Regions from separate parts of the Mus musculus genome. Here regions 1, 2, 3, 4, 5 and 6 are each linked to region 7. A link is a contact called in public HiChIP or PLAC-seq and promoter capture Hi-C data. All regions are on one chromosome and are shown on one strand. Each heading gives the region's core, a stretch centred on a gene start, on an enhancer-like site or on the middle of the called end of the contact. The rest is flanking DNA. Distances are from core to core; before and after follow the strand shown. Region 1 holds the start of Ldlrap1 (low density lipoprotein receptor adaptor protein 1). Region 2 holds the start of Gpatch3 (G patch domain containing 3). Region 3 holds the start of Wasf2 (WAS protein family, member 2). Region 4 holds the start of Tmem222 (transmembrane protein 222). Region 5 holds the start of Map3k6 (mitogen-activated protein kinase kinase kinase 6). Region 6 holds the start of Tent5b (terminal nucleotidyltransferase 5B). Region 7 holds the start of Sh3bgrl3 (SH3 domain binding glutamic acid-rich protein-like 3).

Evidence for each region. Promoter capture Hi-C pulls out the DNA fragments that hold promoters and counts their contacts. HiChIP or PLAC-seq counts read pairs in DNA pulled down with a chosen protein or histone mark.
Region 1: a contact with region 7 is called in an H3K27ac HiChIP or PLAC-seq map of microglia, with 6 times the contacts expected there. The contact joins the promoter of Ldlrap1 here to the promoter of Sh3bgrl3 in region 7. A contact is called at or near these places in 4 of 39 promoter capture datasets (the 3T3-L1 cell line, liver and pre-B cells) and 1 of 115 datasets of contacts at active chromatin or transcription factors (microglia).
Region 2: a contact with region 7 is called in a promoter capture Hi-C map of second pharyngeal arch cranial neural crest. The contact joins the promoter of Gpatch3 here to the promoter of Sh3bgrl3 in region 7. A contact is called at or near these places in 12 of 39 promoter capture datasets (3T3-L1-derived adipocytes, cranial neural crest, embryonic stem cells and 8 more) and 3 of 115 datasets of contacts at active chromatin or transcription factors (double positive thymocytes, embryonic stem cells and large pre-B cells).
Region 3: a contact with region 7 is called in a promoter capture Hi-C map of liver, with 2.1 times the contacts expected there. The contact joins the promoter of Wasf2 here to the promoter of Sh3bgrl3 in region 7.
Region 4: a promoter capture Hi-C map of pre-B cells shows a contact between it and region 7, with 2.0 times the contacts expected there. The contact joins the promoter of Tmem222 here to the promoter of Sh3bgrl3 in region 7.
Region 5: a promoter capture Hi-C map of liver shows a contact between it and region 7, with 3 times the contacts expected there. The contact joins the promoter of Map3k6 here to the promoter of Sh3bgrl3 in region 7. A contact is called at or near these places in 4 of 39 promoter capture datasets (hematopoietic stem and progenitor cells, liver and neutrophils) and 1 of 9 other capture datasets (pancreatic islet).
Region 6: a promoter capture Hi-C map of second pharyngeal arch cranial neural crest shows a contact between it and region 7. The contact joins the promoter of Tent5b here to the promoter of Sh3bgrl3 in region 7. A contact is called at or near these places in 7 of 39 promoter capture datasets (cranial neural crest, hippocampal neurons, liver and 3 more) and 1 of 115 datasets of contacts at active chromatin or transcription factors (pancreatic cancer cells).

The regions. Positions count from the first base shown.
Region 1 is chr4:134,766,512-134,769,385 of GRCm38.p6, reverse strand. Ldlrap1 (low density lipoprotein receptor adaptor protein 1) reads left to right here and starts at 1,382. Exons shown (of 9, transcript NM_145554.2): 1 at 1,382-1,570. The coding sequence starts at 1,486.
Region 2 is chr4:133,573,371-133,576,503 of GRCm38.p6, reverse strand. It overlaps Gpatch3 (G patch domain containing 3), which reads right to left and starts at 1,759. Exons shown (of 7, transcript NM_172876.2): 1 at 1,294-1,759. The coding sequence starts at 1,744.
Region 3 is chr4:133,128,977-133,132,097 of GRCm38.p6, reverse strand. Wasf2 (WAS protein family, member 2) reads right to left here and starts at 1,465. Exons shown (of 9, transcript NM_153423.6): 1 at 1,370-1,465.
Region 4 is chr4:133,276,477-133,279,386 of GRCm38.p6, reverse strand. Tmem222 (transmembrane protein 222) reads left to right here and starts at 1,597. Exons shown (of 6, transcript NM_025667.3): 1 at 1,597-1,856. The coding sequence starts at 1,663.
Region 5 is chr4:133,239,446-133,242,145 of GRCm38.p6, reverse strand. It overlaps Map3k6 (mitogen-activated protein kinase kinase kinase 6), which reads right to left and starts at 1,328. Exons shown (of 29, transcript NM_016693.5): 1 at 715-1,328. The coding sequence starts at 1,057.
Region 6 is chr4:133,478,838-133,481,658 of GRCm38.p6, reverse strand. It overlaps Tent5b (terminal nucleotidyltransferase 5B), which reads right to left and starts at 1,526. Exons shown (of 2, transcript NM_175307.6): 1 at 1,096-1,526. The coding sequence starts at 1,359. It overlaps Gm13257 (a long non-coding RNA gene), which reads left to right. Exons shown (of 3, transcript XR_390815.4): 3 at 1-182.
Region 7 is chr4:134,127,341-134,130,370 of GRCm38.p6, reverse strand. Sh3bgrl3 (SH3 domain binding glutamic acid-rich protein-like 3) reads left to right here and starts at 1,638. Exons shown (of 3, transcript NM_080559.2): 1 at 1,638-1,755; 2 at 2,286-2,453; 3 at 2,565-2,965. The coding sequence starts at 1,708. The coding sequence ends at 2,630. Cep85 (centrosomal protein 85) reads left to right here. Exons shown (of 14, transcript NM_144527.3): 14 at 1-513.

The DNA of each region.
Region 1 (2,874 bases), core at 133-2,632, 640 kb before region 7:
GAAACTTATAATGGCCAGACCATGCCCCCCACTAGGATTCCCACTGAGGCATCACTCTCTGACTCTTGGGGAACCACAGGTATGTCGTGTCTCCTGCTGTAAAGGAGGCTATGGCTGGCTGTACTGTCCACTCAGGCGGAGCACTTGGAACAGACAGGAGGTTTAGAAAGAGTGGAATGTGAGCCAGGCCTCCTTGGGCAGCTAGAGCACACAGCATGTGTGTCTCCCAGCCAGAAGAGATCTGCTGGCTTCTGAAACTAGCCAGAGGTCACAGCTGCGCTGCTGAAGCCCAGCTTCTGGAAGCCAGGTAGTGAACGCCAGACTCCTTTGGGCACAGTCTGAACCAAGGGTTAGCGGGTTTTTTGGTTTTTTGTTTTGTTTTCTTGGTTTTTTTTTAATAGTTAGAATTCTTTGTTATTTGGGTTTTCTGAGACAAAGTTTCACTCTATACCCCAGGATGCCTTGGAACTTGCAGGAATCCTCCTGCTTCAGCTCCATGAGCGCTATGATTACCGGTCTGAGCCATCGCTCCTGGCTCTAGAGTTAAATTACCAGCTTCCTGGGGCTGGAGCAGGTGCTGCCTTGGAAACAGGCTAGAGCAAGGCTACACACCGAGGGCCTGCCCAGACAGGCCGGTGGGTGCACTACAGATAGGATCACGCTTCATTTGACAGATATCATGACTCAGAGCAGGGAAGGACAGCCTGGGTCACACAGCATGCCTGAGTCTGCGTCTAAGGTTGCAATGTCCCTGAGACTGTGGGGGCAGAGGACAGCTAAGAAAGCTGCTAAGGGCATCTACCAATACACTCCCGATCCTTCCCAGCAAAATTCGCGGCCTTCATTCCCTCGTTCAAAGACTCCCATTGCTTTGGTGCGCCCCTCACTCATATTTATTTAATTATTTACATTTATTTTGTGTATGTAAGCAATGGGGGAGGTGCCACTGTTAGCGCCAGGAGGTCAGAGGACAATTTGCAGGAGTTGATTCTCTTCTTCTACCGTGTTGTCTCCGGGATCATTGTCAAGCTTGGCGGCAAGTGCCTTTATCCACTCGACCCTCTCCTTCCCATCTATCGTTTTTTTCTTTCTCTTATTTTTGAACAAGACCCTTATCGTTCTACCTTTCACTCTTCCCATCGGTGAAACGGTATCCAGGTGCCTTTTAGCTGAGCTATCTAGAAGGCCATGGGATCCCGTAGCTAGAGAACGGGGAAAGGCGCTGGGCTGGGAGCCTTGGTGGGTTCTGAGTTTAGGAACACCGCGCGTGCAGCCTCGGAGCCGGTCCAGGTCCGGGAAGGGCGGGGTTGCGCTCTAGGGGCGTGGCGGTGGGCGTAGCCCCTCCGGCCCCGCCCCTAGACGTCGCGGGGAGGGCGGGGGAGGAGCGCAGCGGGCGCGCGCCGCCTGGCCCGGCGGAAAGTTTTCCTGGAGGAGTTTTGGCGGCGGTAGCGGCGTCAGTGGCGGCGGCGACAACCGGAGCGGGCCATGGACGCGCTCAAGTCGGCGGGGCGCGCGCTAATCCGGAGCCCCAGTCTGGCCAAGCAGAGCTGGGCGGGCGGCCGGCACCGCAGTGAGTGTATGCGCCCCGGGTCGGGCCTCCGCCGAGCTCCGGGCCAAGGTGGACTGGGTGGCTTCGTCCCGCCCCGCGCGGCGGGGCCGGGGGTCATGTCCGGCTGCACGTCTGGGGCAGGTCGACAGGGATCAGGCTTAACTCGGGGTCCCCAGGTGTGGCGCGAAGGGGACGTCTAGAGCCTCTCTACCCACTCCAGCACAACCTACAGGGTCCCCTCTGGACGCTGGAGTTTCGCAGGTCCCTGCCTCGAGGGGCGATCCCAGCCCGGGTGCCATTCAGGGTCCCGCTTCCTCCCCTCTGGACGCGTCCAGGTGGCGAGGCTGGAGCCCAGGCTATTTACAAACCCTGTTTTCCTCCGTACTTTTCCTTGGGGGCTGGTCCGAGTCCCTGGGCACCTAGGCAAAAGGCAGACTCAGACTCGCTGCCATTTCTCCCGGGAGTCTGGAAGGGTGGAGAGGAGCCTCCCCCAGCCACCTCTCGGGTTACTTTCGGAGAGCCGTCACCTGGCACCCTCCCCCGAGGCCTGAGAAACCTAGCTTAGGTCCCTCCTCCCTTTTCATTCGCGTGGGATGATCACCCAGGCCTTCCCTTTCTGATGTGAAGCCAAAGTACCCGGGCTCGCGGCACACCCTCACCTGCCACCTACCTGGGGCCCCCCACCTCTCCCACTAACAGTACCCCCTCCCCGCCCCCAGCTTCTCGTCAGCACCTTCCCTTGCCGGGCTCCACCAGGGGAGCCCGAGTTTCCTAGTCCCTGGAGCGCCAGCGTGTCTGGGCCTCGGGAGCCCGCCCTGCCCCTCCTCATTCCCACTGTGGTGTTCCAGTTGTGGGCTCCTCCTAGCCCTGACTGGCATCGGGAACGCGTGCTGGTGCCTACTGGCGGGGGTGGGGTCAGAGGCCCCTTGGGCAGGGCATGTACTGACTTCCACACTTAACTACCAAAATAGCCCTTCAAAAATTCGTGGGATGTGACCAGGGCTTCTGAGTGTGACCTTCTCTTCCAGTGGACGAACCCTGTGGTTTTTCTACTGGGACAAGAGAGAGAAGGGTGGGTGGGGAAGAGGTCTGAAGGGGAGGGAGCCAGGAAGCAGGGGATGAATCTAGGGCATCAGGGTACATTTTGGATGGTGAGAAGTTTCCCTTCCAGCTCCAGCCTTAAGGCCGATCACTTGTTCTTAGTGATTCTGTTTCCTATCCTGGAAAATAGGGATAAAATTCCTGCGGGGCTGGGGATGTGTGTGTTGTGTTTGGTAGGATGCTTGCCTTAGCTTGCAGGAAGCCCGTGGTACTTTAAGTTCTTG
Region 2 (3,133 bases), core at 510-3,009, 550 kb after region 7:
CCAAGTCAGGTCTTCAGAGCGGGTAGCAAGATAAGCAATCTTTCTTGGTAGCAAAGGATTGTTTTGAGAAGTCCATAAGAAAATGATGGGCTGATCAAATATGGTGGCATACACTTATAATCCCAGCATGGGAGGCACAGGCAGGAGCCCAAGGTTACTTCTTTTGTTTATTTATTTTTGAGGCAGACCCTGTCTGGTCTGAAACTAGACATGTAAACCAGGCTGGCCTTGAATATAGAAATTTGATTGCTTTTCCTGGGATTAAAGGGGTTCACTACCACACCTGGCTCAAGGTCATTGGAACTTTCATAGAGTTTGAGGCCAGCATAGATTACATGAGAGAGACACACACATAGAGAGGCAGCTCATGCTGTATGTCTTGATAAGACATTGCTCCTAAAGATTCTGCTTAAACCATAGCCGGCATATGCACTCGAGTGTGTGTGCACACGCGCACACGCACACACGCACACACACACACCTCTTTCTATGAAACTGTTTAACTTTGAGCTGATACCAGTTTTTCATTTTTGTTTTGTATGTTATTTTTTTAACTTTTGAGACAGGGTCAGAGCTAGATAGTCTTGGCTGTCCTGGAACTCACTTTGTAGACCAAGCCAGGCTAGAACTACAGAGATCCATCTGCCTCTACTTCCCAGGCACTAGAACTAAAGGCATATATACCACCACTATTGCTAATGACTCTTTAGGATGAACTGTTTCAAAATAATTTATTTAAACCTCTCCATCTGGCATTTTAAAACACCTGGCTTCCTTTTCCCCAATGGACACACTTGTGCCCAGCCCCTCTCTGCTGCCCCCAGCTCTTTCCTCTGCAGAGCCTGTCTTCCAGTCGCTAGGTTAGATTAGAAGAAACCAAGTTTCCTTTGTGCATTTCAAGATATGGTTCCTCTGTGTAGCACTGGCTGTCCTGGAATTCGCTCGCTCAGAGATCCTCCTGCCTCTGCCGCCTGAGAGCTGGGATCAAAGGCGTGCCTTAGCGCACCGGGCTCCAAATATCCTTTTTAAGAAATCATGTCAGTACAAAAATCACCACCCTTAGGGAAATGGTCCTTAAGAGGGGATACATTTGAAACTTATCTATACAGATCTCAGTTGTTTTGTCTGTTTTGCCTTGTAAGTCCTTGAGTAAAAACATGCAGATTGGGCTGAAAACTTGTAGCTTTGTCCAGAACTAACTTAAGCTCTAAACAGTGATAACCTATCTTAACCACCCAGGCAATGCGCCTCTTTTCCAAGGGCCGTGCGTCCGGTCCATTCTCTCCCCCTTACCTGAAACCTCGGTGGGAAGCCTAAGCCTGCGGATGAGACAGCGACCGGGAAGCCAGGTCCCCTGAGAGTCCAGCCACCGGCGACCGGAGTACATGCGAAGCAGCCGCTGGGCTTGCGCCGCTCCCCTCACCGAGACGACGCAGCAGCAGGTGCGGGTCTGGGCTGCCGCAGAGCCCCGGGCGCGGACAGCGCGGGCATCGGAGGCCGGAGCCTGGGCGAGAACCGGATCCTCAGCGGCGGGGTCCGGGCCAGCCCGGGCCGCCTCGGGACTCGCCTGCGGAGGGCCCCTCTCGGGCCGGTGCCGGTAGTGGAAGCACAGGAAGCCTCCGCCGCGCTGTTCCCGGAACTGGCTAAAGTAGCTCCGTAACTGAGCCGAGCGTAACACGGCAGGGATCCCGCTCACCACCAGGTAAACCGGCGACTCTTCGTCCAGCTCCCTGGGCGACGCCATCTTGGCCTGTCACATGATTGCTTGGCGTCCACTCTCGCGAGAGCACCACGTCTCGGATGCTGGAGTTTGGTCAATGTGGCATCGGTGACCGTTTGGTACTTGAAGTTTCGTTTTAATTGCTCTTGGGCCGAATCTGTGTTTCCAGCTCCACAGAAGATGGAAAACTCGTGCGATGGGCTGGGCTGTAGCTCAGTGATAGCTGGTCCAGCGTGTGAGAGGCTCTAAGGAGGAACCAGTGTAGAGCACCGGGATGCTGAGCGGGAGGTGGCGGAGGTCTGATGCAAAACTGGACTCTACAGTACCAACCCAGCCGGGCGTGGTGCCTCACGCCTTTAAACCCGGCACTTGAGAGTTAGAGGCAAGCAGGTGTGCGTGAGTTCAAGACCAGCCTGGTCAACATAGTGACTGAGACGGGGCTATGTCGAGAGAGCCTTTCTCAGGGCGCGGGACGGGGGAGATGAAGAGATGCCCCGGCAATTAAGAGCTTTCGCTGCTCTTACAGAATACTTGGATTGGATTCCCAGCACCCACGTACGAGGGAACTCTCCCATACGTAACTCGTTTCATGAGATTGGACACCCTCTTCTGACCTCTAGAGGCACATACGTGTTGCACATACATACATGCAGGCAAAATTCTCATGCACATAAAATTATCTGTAACAAACCGGGCGGTGGTGGCTCACGCCTTTAATCCCAGCACTCAGGAGACAGAGGCAGGCGGATTTCTGAGTTCGAGGCCAGCCTGGTCTACAGAGTGAGTTCCAGGACAGCCAGGGCTACACAGAGAAGTCTCGAGGGAAAAAAAAATTTTTTTTGGTTTGGTTTGGTTTTTTTGTTTGTTTGTTTTAGATTTATTTATTTATTATATGTAAGTACACTGTAGCTGTCTTCAGACACACCAGAAGAGGGCATCAGATCTCATTACGGATGGTTGCAAAGCAGTTGTTGGGATTTGAACTCCCGACCTTCAGAAGAGCAGTTGGTACTCTTAACCGCTGAGCCATCTCTCCAGCCCTCAAAAAGATTTTTTTTTAAATGTACAAATACATGCATAGACATCGAAAACTATTCCCAGAGATCATAGGCGAAAACCATATTGCCAGCTTCGGACGACCTCCGTACAAGGCGTTGAGTCCCTCACAAACAAACAGTATAGCTCTTGTGATTGTGTGCAGTGTTCAGGAAGGCCAGAGGAGGGCGTTGGAGCCTCTGGATCCATTTTTTTTTTATAAAGATTTATTTATTTACTATATGTAAGTACACTGTAGCTGTCTTCAGACACTCCAGAAGAGGGCATCAGATCTCATTACGGGTGGTTGTGAGCCACCATGTGGTTGCTGGGATTTGAACTTTGGACCTTCGGAAGAGCAGTCGGGTGCTCTTACCC
Region 3 (3,121 bases), core at 216-2,715, 1.0 Mb after region 7:
CGGTTTGGAAAACTTAAGGGCTAAGGTACCCAGCTACTCCTACTCAAAGTCCACTGCCTTTACTCATCTGCAAGATAAGGAAAGAACAAAGAAAGAAAGGCTACACTTGAACACAGGCAGGCCATTGAAACTTTAGCCCCAAGGAACCCAAAGAAATTATACAACAGATGGATAAATTCTCCCTCCCAATAAAATGTAGCCTTTGTACAGAGGAGAGAAAGACACTCTGATGACACCACCTGGAGTCAAAACTCATGTCTCTATACAACAAATATTGGTGACACCTGCCTGGGACTCAAACGGAATCCTCTGCTGTCCTGACACACTTCGAAGTGATTTTTAACACTCAGAAATGGCCCTTCCTTAGTCACAAAGCAAGAAAAGGAGATGGGCTTATAATTAATAATCCTGAGCTTAAGACCTAGCCTGTCTCCACACCAAAAGTGAAATCAACTCTCCAGGCTAGACCCCTCCCTCCATTTATGACAAAGCAAACTTTGTAAGAGAACACTAACTTATCCCTGCGCGCCCGGTGCTTCCCAGAGGAAACACCCTCACTTTGGTAAGTGCCACACGTTCCGGTGTCACCCTGAGCAAGTTACTTCTCTGAAACCTACTTGACTTCCTCACCAGTAAACTTACAAGGACAGCTGGAAAAACTAAACAAGCACTTATACCTAAGGTTTGGCACATAGTAGGACAACCATTAACATTTTCCTTGGCTTTCTTCCTCTTCAGTGCTGGGCTTAAACGCCAAGGGTAACCCCTGATCTCTGAATCTATGAACATTTCCTCATCTCAAAGGACCACAGGACTTAGCCCTTCCCTGTCACGATCTGGGTAGCACCCATGCATTGGTACCAGTGGCCCGTAAGCCAAGGCTCCTTTCTGTAGGGCTCATTCTGTGCACATGTGCGCGTGCTCACACACTCCTCCACAATGTCCCTACCCCCAGCCTAGCAGCCAGGGTCCCCAAAGAGCACCTCAATTACTTTATGGTCCAAATATGGAAACTGAGGCTCAGCCTGGAGATGAACTTGTCCAGGAGCTCGGGGAGTTGCTGAGACCCAATTCACAGGCTTCGGTGAAGTCTATTTACAAATGGTAAACTGAGGCCCGAAGACGGAAGTGACTTGCTCAAGAACACACAGTGGGTTGGTGGTAGGGCCACTTTCGCCGACCCTCCCTAGTCTCCGAAGGGCACTCTGGGTCACCACCACCCCTGAGGTGTCGCCACGGCGCTGACAACACACGAGCCGCACCAGCGACCGTCAGAGCAGACACCCGGTGCCACCGGACCCTTGCAGGGGTGGCCGGGCCGGCGCTCGCCTCTCACAGCCGGGCGCGCCCAGGGGGACTTGTTGCTCACCTGACCTCGCGCAGTCGCCCTCAGCGACATGAAGGGCTGGGCAGCCGGTCCGCGTCCCCACGGAGAACGCTCCAGCCTACTGCTTCGCGGGCTGCTACTCAGCCGGACGCCCCCCTCAGCGCGCTACGCCCCCAGCCGCACTCCACCGGCCTGAGTCCGCCATTACGCGATTTCCCCGCCCCGGGACGCAGCCACACCCCGCCAACCGTTCTGATTGGCTCCCTGCCCCACCCGCCCGGAGCCCCCAGCTATCCCATTGGTCTGAATCCAATGCCAATTAAATAAGTACGCAAAAGACGTATTCAAAGGTAGTGTCCCGGGAACTCCACCCGAGCGACTTCCGCAATCGGAGTAAACAGAGGCGAGGACAAACCAAGTGAAGTGGAGATGGGACTAAAGGTACATCGACGCCCAAGTTTAAGTACAAAAATATCTGCTAAGACAGGGAAAGACCTCGGCTAACATGTATTGAAACACGATTTATTTTTATTAGAGTCCAGAGAGCCAGCCTGTTTTTTGTGTAAAGAACAGGCCGAGCCTATGAACTTTCTGTAGACACCCCTCAAGTGGCAGATCGTTCTGTCCCTTCACGCCTTGTCCCAAGCGGGACCGAAAGTCGGGTGGGGGCGAGTGAGTCATAGGCTTCAGCTCACCCCAAAGGATAGGTATTCGGGTGAAGCTGGCATCCTGAGATTGGGAGCTAGTTCTGAGAGGCCACTGTCAGGTGAGCCAAACACCTGTCACTTCACTCTGCAACTTCGGACAACTGCTGCCTACCTAGTTCTCACTTTGTTCTACAAAATAGATGCAGTAGGCCCTGGCACGTCCCAGTCCATGAAGGTGGGCAGTTTGAGAATACACTCCCAAGTGACTTATAGAATACAAAATGCTGCGGCTGGGTGACAACGTGACGAGTCCGGCTTAGCACATTTAGTATACTAGAGCATCTCTGTAGAGCAGGTATTGGCCTCTTGTGGAAGAATGGATCTTAGGCAGGCTTTGTTACCGCCACGTCTGCCTCCCTCTTTGCTTCCTTTCAAAAAGGGTGCACGGTGTGAGGGCGGTGGGGTGGAGGTCACGACACGACACGGCTCAGTCAGTAAAGTGCTGCTTTGAAAGAATGAGGACCTGCGTTTGAGAACTCAGATTCCAAACAAAGCCTAACAGGCCCGATGATACTGACTTCGCAGCGCTGGGGAGGCAGAGACAGGCAGAGCTCTAGCTCACAGGCCCAGCCTAGCCTAGCCTGCTCCTCCAGACTGGGCCAATGAGAGAGCCAGTTACTAAAACCAAGGTAAAAGTTGCCTGAAGAACAGCACCTGAGGTGATTCTCTGGCCTGCACTGGTCCATCCTCACATACAACATACACGCACACATACAACACCCTGAATACTTGATACAGTTTTCCCGCAGCCACCCAGCTAGTTGGAAATGACCACAGAACTCAGACCTACACCACTTAGCATCTATTCCTGTATTTCTTACTCTGTGACATCTTGTCACCTGAAAATGGCTTTTTTTTTTCTCATCCCCTTAACAGGCCAGGATGGTCCTAAGGGTGCTGGGTGACTGTTTCTTTCACTCTGGTCACTGTAAAACCAGCTAGACCAATATTCTTGTGGAAAAGTGGCCAGGCAGTGGTGGCACACGCCTTTAATCCCAGCACTTGGGAGGCAGAGGCAGGCAGATTTTTGAGTTCGAGGCCAGCCTGGTCTACAGAGTGAGTTCCAGGATAGCCAAGGCTACAGAGA
Region 4 (2,910 bases), core at 348-2,847, 850 kb after region 7:
ACCCTCCCCCCCAGATTTTTTTCTTTTTTAATGCATTTAAGTATCAGGATCGCCGGGTATGGTGGCCCACACCTTTAATCCCAGCACTTGGGAGGCATGGGAGGCAGAGGCAGGGCGAATTTCTGAGTTCGAGGCCAGCCTGGTCTACAGAGTGAGTTCCAGGACAGCCAGGGCTACACAGAAACTCTGTCTCGAAAAACCAACCAACCAACCAAAAACAAAAACAAACAAAAAAAAATTATCAGGACCGCAGGCTTTTGGCAAGTTACTATTAAAGGAGACTCATTTCATGGAAGCAAACCTTCTCAAAAGCATAGCTTTTGCCTTCCCTAAACATTTGTCCACACCTTCTGTTGGCTAATAGTCTTAGGTGATGAGGAATTGAATCTAGCTGTACTAAGCCATAGCTTCTAGCCAGAATGAAGTGCTTAGCCCCTATCTGACAGGTCTGCTTCACCTGCAGAAACAATATGCCTGAGTATGGAAAACAACCCCCACTCTGGTCCCAGTCAAACCATACACACACACACACACACACACAAAGAGGAGCTGTAACATATATATATCTCCTCCAGCCCGCTGTTCCAATAAAACAGTCTCAGTCTCAGCCTGTTGAAACAATCTGTTTGCCTTTCTGCCTCATTTTTCTTACACCTTCCTATAGCCTGGTTCCCTTCTTGTCTTCCAAACCCATCCCACCCACTCCTCACCGCATAACATTCCACTTCCATGTCTCTCTGATTATCCCTCTGAAAAATCAAAAGATTCCAAGACTGGAGCCTGGCCACTTTGTGTTCTTGAGTGTGATCTTAGACAAGTGCTAACTGCCGAGTTTTCTATAAAGCAAAAAAGGACCTGGCTTAGTGATGTACCCTTTTAAATCCCAGCACTTGGGAGGCAGAGTTAAGAGTTCAATGTCAGCCTGGTCTACATAGTGACAGACAGGGCTACATAGTGAGACCCTGTTTCAAAACAAAAACAAACATGTGCCCCAAAACACGAACAATAAAGAGATTTAGATAAGTCTTGGATGATATTCTCTACTGCACATAGTGACCTCAAGTTTCCTGTCTTGGCACTTCTGCATCCGTGCTCTCCCCAGGCCCAAGGCTGCTCCCTCCCATACACACCAAGTGTACGTGTCTCCCATACACACCAAGATTTTAGTTTGACCTCCCTTTTTACACCATCACGTAACAGACTATTATGTAACTCATGCCACAGACTAAAAAGGACAAAGGAAATCTACAAAGACTTGCGTTTGAATCGTTGCTCACTTCATTTCTAAGAGCCTTTGTCTCTGATTTGTTTTCTGGGGGAAACAACTAAATTTGCACGTCTAATCAGTTTATAGACAGTAGTACCAATGAATATCACATGCTTGGCACCTAAGAAGTGATCAATAAAGAGTGCCTGCACCACGTGCCGGCATGCGGAACCGCGGTTGGTTGTGGGTTCCCGGGGCTCGACTGAGAGCTTCCTGAGGTCCACGGAAATGCTCCGCTACAAACACGGGAAAGAGGCTAAACTAGCCGGGCCCAGAAGGACAAGGCTCCAATTCCCCGGGGGAAGATCGACCGAGAGGACACTCCGCCTCCCGGAAGTGATGACACAGGGGCGAGCGGCGGCGCGGTCGGCCTTCCCGAGCGGGACGCGCGCGGGATGGCGGAAGCGGAAGGGAGTTCTCCGCTTCTGTTACAGCCGCCGCCGCCCCCTCCTCGGATGGCGGAAGTAGAAACGCCGACGGGGGCCGAGACGGACATGAAGCAGTACCACGGGTCCGGTGGCGTTGTCATGGACGTGGAGCGGAGCCGCTTCCCCTACTGCGTGGTGTGGACACCCATCCCGGTGCTCACGTGAGTGTCTTCCGATGTCAGCGCGAAGTCGCCGAGGGCCCGAGCATCCTCCGGGGTGCCATGCTAGCTTTTTTTTCCCCAGACTTGCAGCAACCCGTACTCCGGGCCAGGCTAGCCCCCAGTCCCCTAGAGCTCTCGTCACCTATGAGGTGCGCGGTCCCCTTGGATGTGGGGCATAGTTCCGGCCCTGGTTCCCCCAGGTCTAACTGGAGAGGAGGAGAAGTGTAGATCAGCAGCAAAGATCTGGTCATTAGCACGCCCTTAAGCTGCAGGCGTACAGAAAAGACCCTTAATCATTGTCTGAAGAGGCATCGTCATTCATTCCCCGTTGGTTTTTGTTTTTGTTTTTTCACTCATTGAGCAAACGAGCGCGTACTTGTCGTCTGTTATGCACAAGACGTTTCGCCTTTAGAAACAGAACTGAGTGTTTGATCGAAGCCACACTGGTTCGTGGAATGTCAGCATTGGGAGGTCCGTGCTGGCGTTTTTCCCCCTACATCATTTGAGTTACAAAGCAGTCTCAGCGACCTAGGTATCTGCCTCCCAGTGGAAGAATGCAGCTTACAACCCTCCTACCTTAATCCTAACAGTCTGGACAGTTTACAAGCTTTATTTTCTGTAGTAGAAATCCCCTTCCCCCATGGGGAAGCTGAGTTCCTTTGTAACATCGTCTTGGTCCGTTGACTATCCCAGCAAGAAGATATTCAGAAGCCAGTTAGTTCACTGACTATATATAACTCATCTTTCAGCTGTGGCATCCTACCTCTCACCTGAGGAGGTACTCTTTTCTTTCCTTCTATCAAAATCAGCTACCAGGCACGGGGATCCATACTTTTAACCATAGCACTTGGAGGCAGAGGCAAGCAGATGTCTGTGAGTTGGAGGGCAGCCTGAATTATATGGTAGGAGTTCCAGGCCAGCCAGGCATGTATAGTGAGCCCCAATCTCAAACAAACAAACAAACAGAGCCAAGTTGTGTGGAGAAGGAATATTTTTAGTCTCAAATGTTTCTGATCTTCAAATCATTTTAATCTTTCGATTTTGTATTTATTTA
Region 5 (2,700 bases), core at 79-2,578, 890 kb after region 7:
GATGTCCAGGATACAAGGCTCTCTGACTCGGAGATAAACAAATAGGGATGAGGTGGAGCATCCGGTAGGTGGGAAAGAGAGGAATAGCTATCTTCCGACCTCACCCTTGGACTCCCTGTATCTCCTCTAGACCCACCCCTGCCCCACCCATTTTCTTTCGACTCCTAGTCTCCAAATACAATCCCTTTCTCCTATAATCCAGTCCCGAAGAGTTGCCTCAGTACTTCCTTTCCCGCCCCTTTAGTCCCATGTGGGATGTAGTATGCTAGGACTTATCAACCCCAATCCTGCAGAGATGGCCCCTTGCCATAGACCGAACTTCCGTCTCAGGCCTGATTCACCCTCAAAAGTCCAACGTGAGATCATCCTGAAAAAGAGTTCTCCCGCTTACGCAGGGAAGCGCAGCTCTGCCCCTCCCTCAGCCCCGCCCCTCCCCAGCCCCGCCCTTAGAGTTCGCCTGCTCCGCCCCACCTGCTTGGCACCACGCTCACCGAAAGATACTTAAACTCCGGAGCCAGGCCTGAATCCCCAGATCCAGCCTCAAGCCCATCACATCCATAATCCACTAAATGCCCTGTCGTTACTGCCTTGTCTCAAGTTCGGCTTTAGTTTACCGTAAATTCCCTAGACCTGGTACCCACACCCGCCCCGTCAGGGTTCTAAAGCTCCGCCCCTTGCCCCGCCCAGACTCAAGCCCCGCCCCGAGACGCTCACCCGCGTTGTAGAAGGAGTCCAGCGCAGCGGTGTCGCCTAGCGCCAGCGTCGCAAAGGGTAGGCTGCGTAGCTGCGGGGGTGGCCGTGTGCCCTGGAGCTGAGCGCAGGCCTCGCGCAGGCATCGCAACGGCAGCGGCTCTGCCTCGGTTCCCGACCCGGGCTCCACCCCGAGCCCCGGCTCCCGGGTCAGCACGTAGACCACACTGAGAGGCCGGCTCCGCGCGCAGCCCCGACCCGTGACCGCAGGAGACGAGCGGCCCCGGCTCAGCGCCTCCGCCAGCGGGTCCTGCCAGCAGCTGCCCGCCCGTTCTAGAACCCCGGCCCCAGGACATGGCCCCGCCATGCGGGGGCGCTCAAGCGCGGGGCCCCGGGCGCGGGGAACCCGGGACAGGGCACGAGGCTGAAGGTGTGGATCCAGTCGGGATCCGGAGATGGGCTGGACGTCCTGTTCCGGAACTCTTAAGTCCAGAAAGACTTCTTTGCTCAATCTTTCACGGTCCTTACAGATCTGCAATCCAGGACTGGGTTCTGGGAATCTGGGGTACCCAGTAATCCTCGGCTCACAGGTCACAGAAGAGTCCTGGGAAGTCAACCGGCAGCGTGCTACACCCAGACTTCTCAAGGGAGCGCTGGCAGTCACTCTGTCCTGCCCTCACATGTAGGCTGGGCCCAGCCCTTTCCCGACTGGGAAAGGCTCCACCCTCGGCCCTGGGGCAATGAGGCTCCCCAGCGGCTCTCCCTCCCTCCTCTCCGGCTAGAACCTCTGACACTGTCCACTTCCGGAACAGCCTGTGCCCCTATTCGGGCCAAACACTGTTGACTGCTTACTGCAAGCGCTCGTAAGACGTGTGCCCAGCCCAGGGATAGGAAACAGGACAGCCCCGCCCTGCAGGGACCTGGTAAATGAATGGACACTGGGCGGGGGAAGGACGGGGGAGCAAAACATTGTGTAGGCGGCACATGTAATGTTCCTGCTGGTAGGGGTCAGAATGTTGACAAGCGCTTTCCTCAGAGCCTCTCTTGCAGTGAAACCTTGTGGACCTTATTGGTCCACCCGAAACTTGACCATGGAGCTGAAAAGCACTTCTACGGTAAACTTCCTATCTACCCTTTGAAGGAACTCCAGAAGTCTCCGCTTTTTGGGTTACAAGGTTATCCCGGCTTCAAATTCACCAAGAAGCTTTAACATCATAGTATGAATCTAAGTTGCTATAAACCTTAGAGGGCCCTGAACTTAGAAATGAGACTTTGAGACTCTGAGGTTAGGGCCATGTTTCATAATCGTTTATTATGGTAGGGCTTGGGCATGAGAGACAGCACAGCTGTAAAGACCACTTGCTGCTCTTTCAGAGGGCCCTGGTTTGGTTCCCAGCACCCACATGGTGGCTCACCATCATCTGTAACTGTAGGCCCAGGGGAGTCCTGGCACTCTCCTGACCTGCATAGGCGCCCAGCACATACATGGTGCACATATATAATTACAGGCAAAAGATGCACATGAAATAAAACTAAAACTTTATAAAAATAATATGTTGGGGCTTTGGACAAATGGACCTTTCAACAAACGGTAGGAAGCCTCTGTTTCACAGCCTTCTTGTCTCATGGAAGGAAAAAAATATATCTTCCTAGGTTTGAACCAATGGGATAGACGAGCAATAGAAAGGGAGAATGTGGCCCATTACAGAGGTTTGGGTAGAAAACACACTTACAAGAAACAAATGGGAACCAAGTGGTGGTGGCACATGTCTTTAAGCCCAGCACTCAGGAGGCAGAGGCAGGTGAATCTCTGAGTTCAAGGCCAACCTGGTCTACAGAGTTTCCAGGACAGCCAGGGCTGCTGAGTGAAACCCTGTCTCATAAAATCAACCAACCAACCAAACAGCAAACAAAGAGTGAGAGAAAGCTGTCCTCAGATGCATCCACTTTGGGCTTGGGGGCCCAGGAGGATTGCGAGTGGGTGGTTGAATCTCTCACCTCACTGCCCCC
Region 6 (2,821 bases), core at 277-2,776, 650 kb after region 7:
GAGGGAGGGCAAGACTGACCGTCCCCCAACAGCCACCCTCCCTCTCTGTGGAAGGCTGTAGTAAGGGGGTGGGGAATGATAAAGCCCAGCTTTACCTGGCTTGTGTGGAAAGACCATGATTGACAGGAACACACAGGAACTAGCACTAGCTAACTTTTCTGGGTTTCATTATACAGGGACTTCAGGACTAGATGTTGAGTTTGGGAATCTGGGGAGTGGGGTGGGATGGGGATGGGGGGGGAGAGGAACTGTTGATCAGATACCATCTGTTCCTGGGGAGCTCCAGGACTCCCTCCCTGAACCTGACCTCCACCTCACTGGATAGCCTTTGGTAGGTAGCTCACCCTCCCACCCGAGGCCTCAGTTAGAATGGGGTATAAGAACGGGCATCCTCTGGTATTTCAGAATTCCACAGTGCTCGGGCTGTATGCAGAAAGAGCAAGTTTGGGGTCTTGCAGGGTTAGGTTAAAAGAGCTGTAGTTTGATGGGGGAGGGGGGCAGCTGCCAGAATCTGATCCTCAGGAGGGAGATAGTGTTTTGGGGTCTGAACCTTGGGCCGGCCTTCATTCTAGCCTTAAGGGAGAAGGAACCCCTAAAATGGAAATTTGATGCTATCTTCAAAGGGGTGAGGTCTCCGGTCTGGCCGCAACACGTGGGAGGTTGGGAGCTTTCCCAGGAATTTCTGGGCTGTTTCACCTAGCCAAGGCTTCTTGAGCTAAGGGTTGTGGGAACACAAGGGCAGAGTGCCCTAGAACCCTGAGGGTGCAGGAGGTCCAAGGATGTGAGGTAGAAGAAGAAAAGCTATTCTGGAACCAGGTACACACCCTCCTCACTGGCGACTGCCAGGGCGATGTCCCATCTAGTGCCTCCTCCATCTCCACCCCATTTCCCAGCCAGGGTCTTGGTGAGTGGTTCCCAAGGGAATAAGAGGTCCCCAGAACGGCAAGCAGGCAAGCTCAGCAGGGTGCAGGAAGAGCTGAACTAGTAGTCGGGTTCCTGTTTCTTAGTTTCCCTAGCTTCCCGGCCAGTCATAGACTCCAGGTACCTTGCAGCAGAGCACCACCCCACCCCCGACCCTGCCAGGGTCCCCCTCACCTGCACGATCTGCTGGGGCTGCACGCTCAGCGTGGGGAAGTTGCCTCGTCCGTGAATGGGGATCGGCTCTTTCAGCAGCGCGTCCAGCCGCTTCACCTGTGGCCAGCTCAGCCGACTCTGGTGCCGTCCCAGGGAGGCCGAGGAGGCCTCCGGGTCCGGGCCGCCGCCGGCCGCCCCAGCCGTGGCCACTGCCGAGGCTGCACCGGTCCCCACCTGCGCAGCTGGCTGCTCCAGGCTCTCAGCTCCACTCTCCGACGGCATCATTCACCCGGCCCCGGTGCCTGGACGGCAGAAACCCGGGAATGGTGAAGGCGAGGAGGGCAGGGAGAGTGGCTGTGCACGGGCCAAGGCGGGGTGCGGGGACCCGGCGGCGGCGAGGCAAACCCAGGGAACACCCCCGACGGCAGGGAGGACTAACAGATCTTAGAGCCAGGCGGCTCGGGCCCAGCTGACACTTATAGGCCGCGGGCCGCACGCCCATTGGTCAGCACAGCTGTCACACAGCAGGAGATGCCCTCCTCTTGTCCCTCCCCCTATCACGGGCCAACACAGTTTTGCAAGGGAATCGCTGGCTCTCAGGAGTTTCTGATTGGCTGAAAGGCACGCCCCTTCCCCGCCCCCTCTCTCGGACCGAATTCCCTCCTTTGGTCTTTAAAGAAGCTGCTGCTTGCGATTGGCCCGAGCCTGCCGGGACTTAGAGGGACAGCGCCCTCCAGCGGCAGAAGTCGAGGGAGGTCTGTGTAGAGTAATGTTGCCGTGTTGACAAGGCGGCCCGGCCGCTTTCTAATTTATTCCTTTGATTGGCCCTTCGAATTACCGCATGCCTGGCGTACCTGTTCCATCTTAGGTGAGGTGAAATCTGCTTAGAGAGAGGGCGTTATTACCCATCATCATGTAGCATGTGAGTGTCAGTTATGGTCCTGATGGAGGTTTAAAGATCTATGTAGCTCTTTGCTCCATCTGGGCCCACCCAGGGTTTTTCTGGGATGGATATTACTATTTTTTTTCTCTTTCTCTCTACAGATCATAGAGGCCGAGGCTTATTGCTACTTTTGAATCTTATCCCCTCCTCCTTTTCAGATTTTAAATATATGTGTCATGGGCAGGAGGGAGAATCGAAATCGAATCGCCCTGTTCATCGCCGCAGTATTTTTTTCTTGTCATTCTCGTAATAATAATATAGCAAATTCTGTAGCCTTCCATTTTCCTAAAAGGCAGACTAAGGATTAAAAGACAGGGAAGAAGAATCCAGGACTTAGAAACAGCTACTATACCCCAGTTTCTGTCAGGGCACAGCTTGACCTGCCTCAAACCAGAACACACATTTCTTCTTTCTGAAAGCCGGCCCCAGCCTCAGGCCACTCTAAAAACCCCTGGAGGAGGCCCCGTGTGTTCCACCAGATGTGTAACCCCAGCATTCCAGTGGTGTGGGCAGGAGGATAAGACGTTCAGTTATCCTTGTCTGCCTGTTGAGTTCTGGGTCAGCCGGGGATATACAGTGAGACCCTGTCAACAACAACATCAACAGGCTGGAGATATAAAGCGCTGACCAATTGCTCGCCTAGTGTGCCGGAGACCCAGGCTTCAACCTCTGGTGCCACAAAACGAGGGAAATAAAAATGAGATCTTTGACTGAGTTGTCTCTGAACTCTAGATCCCCGAGGCTACTGATGAAAGCGTTTGAGGTCCAGGCATAATACTCTCCTGCACATGGATTTGGCTCAGT
Region 7 (3,030 bases), core at 389-2,888:
TTCTGGTGTTTTGTGTTTCTCTAAGGCCTTTGAGCCTTAGCTTTCTGGTTTTTCTTGCCTCCCAATTTAGGGATCGTCTCAGTTGTATCTGGTTATTTGGCCAGCCCTCAACCTCCTCTAGTTTGGATCCAAGGGCCCTGTATGTATGAGGAGTAAAGTAGTTGTGGGGGTGCAGACAGGACTTCTGCTAAGCCTTGGGGCTGTTAACAGCACCATGGACCTCCAGGGCCTGAGGGGCCGCTTTGCCAGTGTTTTAACAAGTTTATGTTTTCTTATGGAGTGGCTTACCTTTCAGAGTAATCACACCCAGCTGACCATCCCCTCAGCCTCCGGGCTGCTGCCTCCTTAAAACAGAGCTTCCTGGTTGGTTTCCACCCTGTTATCGGGAGCCCAGCCTCCATGCTCACGGGTATTTTTCTTCGTAAAGTTTATAAAGTTATTTATATGACTCTTTGTTAAGTCGACTGGTTTGTATTGCCTATTTTGATTACAGAATAAAACATTTAACAAACACTCCGGTTTCCTAGTGCCTCCCAGCGTCCCCTGCCAGCCTGCCTGTGACTCTTTTGAAGTGAGTTTAGGCAGATCCAGTGTGGAGGCTCAGTCTTCCCACTTCTGCTCTGGGTGGCGACAGATTAGTCTCTGCCCACACTCCTGTGTTGCAGAGAGCAACCGCCGCCAGTTGTCACTACAAAGTTGCACACCTCTCAGAGGTCAGCAGCTTCTGGGTTTCTGTGGCTTTGAGGAAATGACTTCCCCAGAAGCAGACAGGCAGTTTGCCTCAGCAGGCAGCAGAATTGTGTTGTTCCTGCGCCATTATTTATGTAGCCCCAGGTCTACTCTTGGGGCCTATAGTGAACCTGACAGAGCTTGATCCACAGTTGGAATGGGTGCTGGACTCTCTTCCATCTCATTAGCTGAATTCTTAAAGTTCAAAGATGTGGGGTGTCATTTGCAATGTAAAGGTAGAGTTAAGTTGGGATCACCCCAAAAATAGCTGTGCCAAGGGCCAGTGCAAGCCAGGTTAAGTCGGGGCACCAGCCTTTGACTCCGCACACTAGCACGCTCGCTGTCCCGCAGCCTACTTCCTCCCCCTGGCTCCTGAAGGGTGTGAGCCGCTCCCCCACCCCCTCGCTTACAGCCACCACCCCTTTCTTGTCTGAGCCTGTTTGAGTGGAGAGGTGCTTTAGAGAAAATGTCCTGGCTGCACTGGCCCTCCCCGCCCTCCAGCGCCCCACCACAGCTTTCCCCCCGGCCCTTGCTGTCTAAGCTTGCGAACTGACCCGCCTTCCAAAGTTCCATACTGAGCTGTGCTATTAAGAGACCGGGAGACCTGGGTGGCACTGCTTTGGCCACTGAATGTACACAACCCGGGTAGACTGGGGAAAGCTTTTAACTGAACCGGTCCGCCTGCCTTCCCAGCTTTTTCTGCCTTTTAGCCGGTCCCCAGCATGGGGCTGAGGGGGAAGTGGGGGAGCCAAGTAGCTGCAGAGGACAGGGGTCCTCCCGGCTCCAGGCCACGGAGCAGGGCGGGGTCATGCAGGCCCCGCCTTACCCGCCTGCGCAGCTCATTGGTCCCGAGAGCAGTGACTCGCGGGCGGAGCAGGAAGGAAACCGCTCCCAAGCGCGGCGGCGGCAGCGTAGTTCCTAGCCGTGCAGCTGCCGCTCCCACCGTCCCTCAGTTGGTCTGTGTCCCCCGCCTGCAGCATGAGTGGCCTGCGCGTCTACAGCACGTCGGTCACCGGCTCCCGAGAAGTAAGTGTGTGCCTGGGCCGGCGCCCGGAGAGGGTGGGCCGTCTCTGTGCTCCGACCAGCGCCCGGGAGCCGCCCCCACGATGGAAGCAGTGAGGTGCGGGGTATGGCCTCCCAGGTCTGGTCCAAGGGCTGGGCCCAGCCTGAACCCCCGCACCAAGGGCCCCTCGGCATCCCCAGCGTGAGCTGCCCACGCTCATTCCCCCAGTATAGGGCCATCCATTCTCTTGCACCAACCCCCGACCGCTTTAATCCCGCTTCCTCTCCACTGTGCGGCTGTGGAGGAGGAGATGTGTCTTGTAGAGAGGGCCTGCCCCTCGCCGAGTCTAGCTTCCCTGTCATGCACAGAACTTGCCCGTCTTCTTTCTGAAACTCTAGTAGTTTACCTGTCTATCCTTGGACCCTTCCCATCCCTTAGTGGCCAGAACCTCCCCTCAGAGTGGGCAGGATAGAAGCTGTTGCTCACACCCGAAGGAATTCCTCCCACAAATCCTTCAGCTTGCCTGCCAACCCTGTCAATCCTCCGCCCCTAGATCAAGTCCCAGCAGAGTGAGGTGACCCGCATCCTAGATGGGAAGAGGATCCAATACCAGCTAGTGGACATCTCCCAGGACAACGCCCTTCGAGATGAGATGCGAACCTTGGCTGGCAACCCCAAAGCTACCCCACCTCAGATTGTCAACGGGAACCACTACTGTGGGGTATGGGGTTTGGGTTCTGGGAGGTGTTGGAGGACTGCAGCCAGGGTCAGACCTGGGCAAACAACTGGGGTGCCCTGCACCTCGACTCAGGTGACTGCCTCCCTTCCTCAGGACTATGAACTCTTCGTGGAGGCCGTGGAGCAGGACACACTGCAGGAGTTCCTGAAGCTGGCCTGAGTCAGGATGGCCACCGATCCTATCCAGCTAGCTCTTCACCAGGCCTTGTAACCAACTCCTTGTCGTCCTAATCTGCAAACCCAGACCCAGACCCTTTCCGCAGCCGCCTCCTCTTCCTCCAGAGGCAACATTCCTTATTCACCAACTAGTCTCAAAAGATTGTCTTAAGCCCTGACGATGGCTGTCCCCAGCCACACCTTGGGGCATCCTCTCTGCCTGGCCCTGTCTGATGAGCATTTCTGTTGCTTCCATCAGCCAGAGCTCTGCCAAAGGCCCCGCATCCCCATCCTAGGAGTGCCCTAGAGACAATTAAATGTCCATTCCTCTGGTGCTGACTGCTTGTGGTGTCCGGGTCCCTGCCTGGCAGAGGCAGATAGTTCTGGTGGTGTTTGGACTGTCC